2 separate regions of the Gossypium hirsutum genome follow, and region 2 is linked to region 1. A link is a contact called in public Hi-C data. All regions are on one chromosome and are shown on one strand. The core of a region is the stretch at or near the end of the contact, and the rest is flanking DNA. Distances in the headings are between cores, read along the strand shown. Region 1 holds the start of LOC107949270 (NAC domain-containing protein 1). Region 2 holds the start of LOC107933797.

The links. A called contact is a pair of places that touch in the nucleus more often than the background predicts.
Region 2: a Hi-C map of hypocotyl shows a contact between it and region 1, with 4 times the contacts expected there. The contact joins the promoter of LOC107933797 here to the promoter of LOC107949270 in region 1. A contact is called at or near these places in 5 of 34 Hi-C or Micro-C datasets (callus, hypocotyl and leaf).

The regions. Positions count from the first base shown.
Region 1 is chrA04:68,513,923-68,517,588 of Gossypium_hirsutum_v2.1, reverse strand. LOC107949270 (NAC domain-containing protein 1) reads right to left here and starts at 2,113. Exons shown (of 3, transcript XM_016883997.2): 1 at 1,692-2,113; 2 at 1,295-1,575; 3 at 283-1,195. The coding sequence starts at 1,896. The coding sequence ends at 641.
Region 2 is chrA04:68,671,326-68,674,991 of Gossypium_hirsutum_v2.1, reverse strand. LOC107933797 reads right to left here and starts at 2,096. Exons shown (of 2, transcript XM_016866080.2): 1 at 1,722-2,096; 2 at 807-1,592. The coding sequence starts at 2,093. The coding sequence ends at 1,077.

The DNA of each region.
Region 1 (3,666 bases), core at 864-3,363:
AGGTTTCCGTCTTTAATCTCTTATCCTTTAAAATTTGTTATGAATAAAATATTTAACTTTTGATAAAGTTTTTAAATATGTTTCTTTTGTAATATTTAATTAATTAAAATATTTAAAAAAGTTGATGTTTTTATTGAAATAGAGAGTATAATTTTTTTGAAAAAAAAAGTTTTTAAAATATTTTAAGAAAATAACTTCTCTAGAAACAAAGGGAATTTTTTTTTTTAGTTTAGGTAACAATGTTTAAATTTTGTAAAAAAAAAAAAAAACAACAGAAGTACATTGATACAATAAAACCATGTAGTTGTAATACTATGTGTGTACAATGATAGAAATTACATGAGCTTTAGTCTGAGCTCTGGTGTAGCCAGTATGGCATTTATTGTTTTACCATATGTACTTGTCATACTATGTATGTACATTGATACAAATTACAATCTGAAATTTTTAATAAATAAACATAAATGAAGATCTCGAAATCACCCTAGTAATTTACGTACAAATGTATCATCTCCACCCGGGCCGTAAGTAGAAACTACTGTATATCTAACTGCACACCTTCACCTCAACAAACTATAGAAACCATTGATAATTTTATGTACACCTTTTTTTACCCCATATGTATAATCCCATGCTTTCTTTAGTCAGTTTCAGTAAAACCCGGGAGATTAAGTTTTTGATCATACTGCATCATTGGATTCCATTGATGTGGACTAGAATCACTGTTTTCCAAATGGTTTGATCTATAAAAGTTCATTTCACTGCAATCTTTCTCAGTATTCTTGAGCTTCTTACAGCTGGTTGGGACAAAACTACCTTCCTCCATGGACTCTCTTTTCAAAGGGTTAAACAGGTTTTGTAGGAACGAAAATGAAATCTGCATGTTGTTGTTGCCAGAATTGGCTTCCTGGAGGGAAGTGCAAGATTTGTAACTGCTTTGGAAGCTAATGCTGGAGGTTGTGTCAAAGCAAGGAAGGTCTTGAGATGCAAAAATGTAAGGCAACATAGGGCAGTCATTGAATAGGTAGGTTTTGCCGATATCAACGTTGTGGTTTGTGTTGGAAGGCCATGGCTCAATGGAATTGGGGACATAGAAGCTATCAGCTGGTTCATGACTGCTAATATTTCTATCTTCCCAACTGTTCCTTTGTATGCTGGCTTTTTGCCTCACTCGACAAAGCACCCAATCATCTAACTGTTAACATAAAAAAAAAAAAGAAAAGAAAATCGATTATCATCATTCATAATTCATCACATAAATTAGCTATACGGTCCACATGGTCTTAGTTGTTACCCTCATAGATCCGTTTCGTTTGGGAGTCCAAATCATGGTTTCAAGCAGCCTATACTCGTGCATGATCCACTCTGTCTTAGTCCCTTTAGGTGGACGTCCTTTGTAGAATACCAGAGCTTTCTTCACTCCAATACTCTTGGTTCCACACAACGTTAGGATCGGTCTATCCGTCCCCGTCGCCTTCCAATACCCCGAAGCTGCCGCTCTATTAGGCCTCGCCCCGTTCGGATACTTCCGGTCTCTTGGAGAGAAAAAAAACCATTCATCTTCTCCAAACAAAGCTTTAACTATAGATAGATAGATAGATAGATAGATCACAAATAAACAAACCAGATAGAGCTAATCAGTACAGTTTACAAGAACCCTTTCTAATTAGTATACATATGCATATACATACTTGGAAGCTCCCATGGATTATATTTGTATAAATCAATCTCAGCTATAATAGAAGCTGGAAGAGGGTTGGAAGTCACTTTGTTTTTCAAGTAATGAACTATGAGCTCTTCATCAGAAGGGTGGAATCTAAAACCAGGAGGAAGCTGGATCTCTGATGAGTTATTACCAGCAGCTGGTATTTCCTCCATTGAAGAGCCACCCAACATTATTATTACTATTATTCTTGGAGTTGGAGGTGATGATCAAATAATGGATGAAAAATTAAAAAGAAAAAAAAAAGAAAAAAGAAAAGAAAAAGAACCCTAGGGATTAATGGTCTCTCCACCGATACTATCGAATGGAAATAGTTGTAAATATAGGAAGAGTACCGTGCAAAGATTATATAGGGTGGTTCCTCTACATATATCTCCATGCAGATGTGGACGTTGCTTAAGGCTATTAATAAAAAAAAATGGCTAAAAAAACCTATTTGTAAAATTTCATGGAAAGAGATTGGAAAGCTACGGATTTGTCCATATATTTGAACCCTGTTTGGAACAGAAATTCTTGGATAGACATGTTTTGTCACAATGTGTATGCCAAACCGGTTCCAAGTACTTCACGTCATCATAACATAACTAGGCCAAATCTACAACTGATTTCAGCAGTCAGTCATGTATATATATTAGGGTTGGAACCTAAGGCCCCCAGTGTATTGGAGCCCCCCTTTGATATTGTCTGCTAATGCTAAGTGCCAATGTATTGGCTTATTTTACGAGACATGAGAATAATGAACTTACAAAGGATAATTACCTCATTTCGATCATGTTTTTGTGACACTTGTCTTGATTAGCTTAACCAATTTAGGGGCCACCTTTAAAATCTTACAAATTTAAGTTAAGTTTATACTTTGATTGTCTAAGAATAATAAAATTATGATTATCAAATTTATAATTTGATTTTGCCCCAAGATTTTTTCGCTTAACCCCATAACCATTTGCCGATCAAGAGGCTACAGAGAAATAATAATAATAATTCCAAAAATCGAGGTGACCGGAAGGAATACTAATTCCAAAATTTGAGTGTTATATATGGACAAAAGAGCATTTGTAAAATGGACTGGCAAATAGATTTTTGCAATTATTATTGCTCCATACGAGGAACAAGAGTGATTGGACCTTAAACTTAAAAAAAAAAGTGATTGGACCTTAAATAAGTTGTCTTGATATACATATTAAATAAAAATATTTTGATGATAAGATGTTTATTTAAAGTGAAAATTGTTGAACAAGCGTCGGTTATGACATTGCCAGCATGACCAAAGAATGACTGTCGACCATAAACAATTTATGGCTAAATCTACTTTGTATGCAAATGGGCAATTATGCAATATCTTATTTTGATTGAGCTTAATCTTCATCTTTCTAATTTCATACATAATTTGTCCTACGCTTGATCCATTTATATACTTTGGCTCTACCCGCCACTTCCGTCTATACTTGTTTCTATCTCGAATGCTTCATTGAAATAATTTTATTTTTTAATTTTAATTTAGTTTGATTTAATTTGAATTTAAATAATTTAAATTGTGAGTAAAAATATATTTTAAAGAATTTTTTTATTAACATTAATATTTTAGAGTAAAATACTAATGTTAACATATTTTTAAAATATTTTATAATGCAAACAGTGAAAATGAGTGAATCCAACCAAATTTGAGTCCAAACATGAAAAGATTTCAGAATTATGTATCAAAATTTAATTAAATTTTTTAGGTCTAAAATCAATAATTGCAAGTAGAAATTGAGTAGTGTCAGAAGTAGTGCTACAAGCAGTGTCCATTACTTCAGGCATTGGTGAAGAATAAAGTAGAAAAACAATATACTCTTGATATGTTTCCACAATTCAGTTTCCCTATATCTATAAGGCCTTGCATAGAGAGATATTGCATTATTTAACACCTCATACAACAAGTGGTTACAATCATTGACAACCAC
Region 2 (3,666 bases), core at 847-3,346, 160 kb before region 1:
TCTAATTGTGTTATTAATTTATTATTTTAAATTCTAAATTAAAATTCATCAATTTTTATATTTAGTTTTAAAGTTAAAATTTTCATAGAAAATTTAATTTAAACAGTAATTTTTTTTATTTATACTTAAAAATATATAGTTTGAAGTTCAAATTTCAAAAATAAAACATAATATAATATTTATCCTAAATAAATGTTTATTTAATTAAAATAATTTTTTTAAAGGTCATTTTTTTAACGGCGTTTTTGATAAAAGTGCCGCTAAAGGTCATACTTTTAGTGGCGTTTTAGGTAAAAGCGCCGCAAAAGGTCATGACCTTTAGCGGTGTTTGTGGGAAAGCGTTGCGAAAGGTCATGACCTTTAGCGACGTTTGTGGGAAAGCGGCGCTAAAGGTCATGACCTTTAGCGGTGTTTTTTTCACATAAACGTCACAAATTTTAGTGGCGTAATCTATATTGGCATTTTTTGCAGCGCTTATAAAAACGCCGCAAATTGTTTTAGCGGTGCTTATAAACCTAAAAAAATGCTGCTAAAAGTCTGTTAAATAAGATTTAAGAATGCCGGACAAATAATCATTATGAAAGAAAAAACCATTCCCCCCATGATTTGATATGTTAAACCTCACAGGAATACCATGGCCATATATGCATGGGCATGGACATTCTCAACATCAAATGCAGACAAAACTTGGGATAGAACAGTAGAAATGGAGCTAGCTCTTGGCGGATGTTAAAAGCCATGTTTCCTATTATTACTGTTTCTGATTCTTTCTCAACCCGGAACATGGTAGGACCATCATGATCATCTTCCTTTTTTGGTTTGCCTTATCTTTTCAGCAATTTGGATGACTCAATATAACAAAAGAAAAAGATCCTTTTTAAAGTTTTTTCCATTTATCCTAACCACTACTAGTAGTTAAAAATGGTGACAAAAAGAGCTTTTGGCTCATCTTTTATTTAGAGTACACTATCTTTTATGACTTTTTTATTACAAACTCCTCTTTTTACAGTTGCAGCTAGCTATAGACCTAGTTGTGTGGTAGATTTAGGTTCGAAGTTGGGATCTGCTCTCTTGTTTTATGAATCTTGTTGAACTACATATGCAACAGTTCTAGCCCAAAACTTGAGATGTTTCTTCATATCAGCAGCAGCAGAGACCCTTGGTACTCTTAGATTCAGCAAAGGAGAATCGGGTCTTTTAATCAGCCAAGCTTCTGATAAATATGGTCTTATAACACCTCTCTTCTCTTCTTGTTCAATATCATCGTCTTTAGATAGTTGGTCAGCATCAACATTGACTTCATTATGGATCCGTTTAGTTCTGGAAAATCCAAGTCTGAGCAAGCCGGGGATAACACTAATCATCCTGGCGTTCAAGTGCTCTTTTGTGAATACAAATCCAAGATCCATGAACCCTTTTACTTCTTCCAGTTCCAAGTCTTTCAAGCTCCTACAACTCGTGGATTTTTGCAGTTTGCATTGATGGTTAATCCTCTGATGTTTATGAGTCGATTGTGATGGAGAATGTGAACGACTAAGATTCCCTCTTCTTGATCTTTTCTTCAATTGTTTTTCCTCTTTTTTAGGATCATCCTAAGAATTTGATCACCATGAAAAACAACAGCAAAAATGAAACAAAAAATAAGAAACATATTTCAAGAGTGTTGAACTTGATGAGCATAGTTCTTTTTCATTCATTTTATTATTATTATTACTGTTTACCAGCGCTGGTATTTCTTGGTCTGCAACAGATGATAAAGAGAGGCTTGAAGATGATGAGCTTGTAGTGGTAGATTCTGAGAGGGGCTGCTTTGGTTCAAGGGGGAAATATGGTGAAAAGGGGTCTGGGAAAAGAATAATCTGTTGAAACCAGAGACGATCCATGGCTCCTACGAGACATAAAGAGAGGTTATTAGCCATTGAGAAAAAAGGGGGAGGGGGGAATACATGGAGGGAGAGAGGGTTATTTATCAGCATCAGTGTGGGGGTTGTATGGTGTTGAAAGAATAAGGAAAAGCATTGGAATATAGAAGTGGTGGAACCTTTGGGCAGTGGAAGATGTGGTGATGGCCATGGATTCATCCAACTCCACATCTTTTCGTAAGAGACCCATATACATGATATGGATACTATTTGTTGCAGTCATGTTGATTCTGTATGTCATAATAGTGGACCACCAAGGGGGACTCTAAACCAACCCAGGACAAGCAGGTGGTATCAACTCTCGTAATCGCCCATTGTCAAATATAATCTGCTTTCTAATTGAAGCTCCAATCAGGACAAATCATGGATAGTGAACCGAAATAATCCAGCAACTCATAACTCATGACTCACAAACGTCTCTTTAAACATTGCAATTAATATCCGCTTTATGTTAGCTTGAAGATTATATCTTCTGTACACACACAAATAATTAACGCAAATTATTTGAATATTAATTTAATATGTAATTTTATACATAAATTTTAATTTTGTATAATTTTATAAATGAAATTTTGATTTGGTTCAATTCTTATAAATTATTAATAATTATATTGATATAACATTATTTTATGTTTATATATTACATGCACAAATAATTATATTAATTCAATATAAAAATAAATTTATGAGTTTATTTTTTTAAATATGTTTTACTTAAATCAAAATTAAAATTTTGCGTATATATTTAAATTATAATTAAAATATCATATATAATTTTGGAATCTTTCTTTAATATTTTGATGTCATGAGCAAAAATCAATTAGGGCATTTGGTCTAGTAGTATGATTCTCGATTAGGGTGCGAGAGGTCCCGAGTTCAATTCTCGGAATGACCCTTTTTCTTTACGTTTTCCCAAGATTTTGGAATTTATGGCGGTTTAGATTAAGCAATTTCTACTGTAACTTGGAAGTTAGCCCAAAATGATCGTGAGCTTTAGACCTATGGCTTTTCATGGACTCATTAACTTTCCAAACTACTCTAAAAGTTAGTAGCTTTTTCTTTTTGCTTTCCATTTAATTTTCCTTGAAAATATAAAATGATAACTATTTATCAATATTTTTCATGATACCCATAAGTCAAGAAATTGGATTTTAAATCAATATGTTGGATAGGACTTACGATTTGAAATTGAGAAGAAGGGTTAATGGGTAGTCTCAGAAAAGAAAAACATGTATGTTCTTTGTGTCTAGAGTAGGAGTAGGCATTTCCAATGAAACAAAGTTGATATGGGTAGAAATATTAGCCTAAAATAGACACCACAAAAGTACTTTAGTCTTTCCATATTGAAACTTAATCAGCTGCATTGGCAACACAATAGAACTTCTCATTTCTCCAACTCCATCTGTACACATTATAAAAATTGTGTTTTGATTTTTCAGAGAACCTGCCTCTGTCTTTGTTGCAGAGCTTATGTACAGATATATGAAAATTTCATAACACACGTCTTGTTTTCCACAAAATAAAATCCAAGTCCTGAGTGTTCGAAGAACAAGAATAGTACTTGTTTTCAAGACCGAAGTTGATAAAACAAGTAGCAAATATGCTTAAGAGCTGCTTAAATATGAGATGATAAGTTCTACCTTTGTTTCTAAATCTTCATTGCTTTGATCCCTTTTTATGTCTTGCTTTGCAAGACATAAAAAACTATCAAGTAACATTTCATCTAATGCTGGCAGCCCAATCA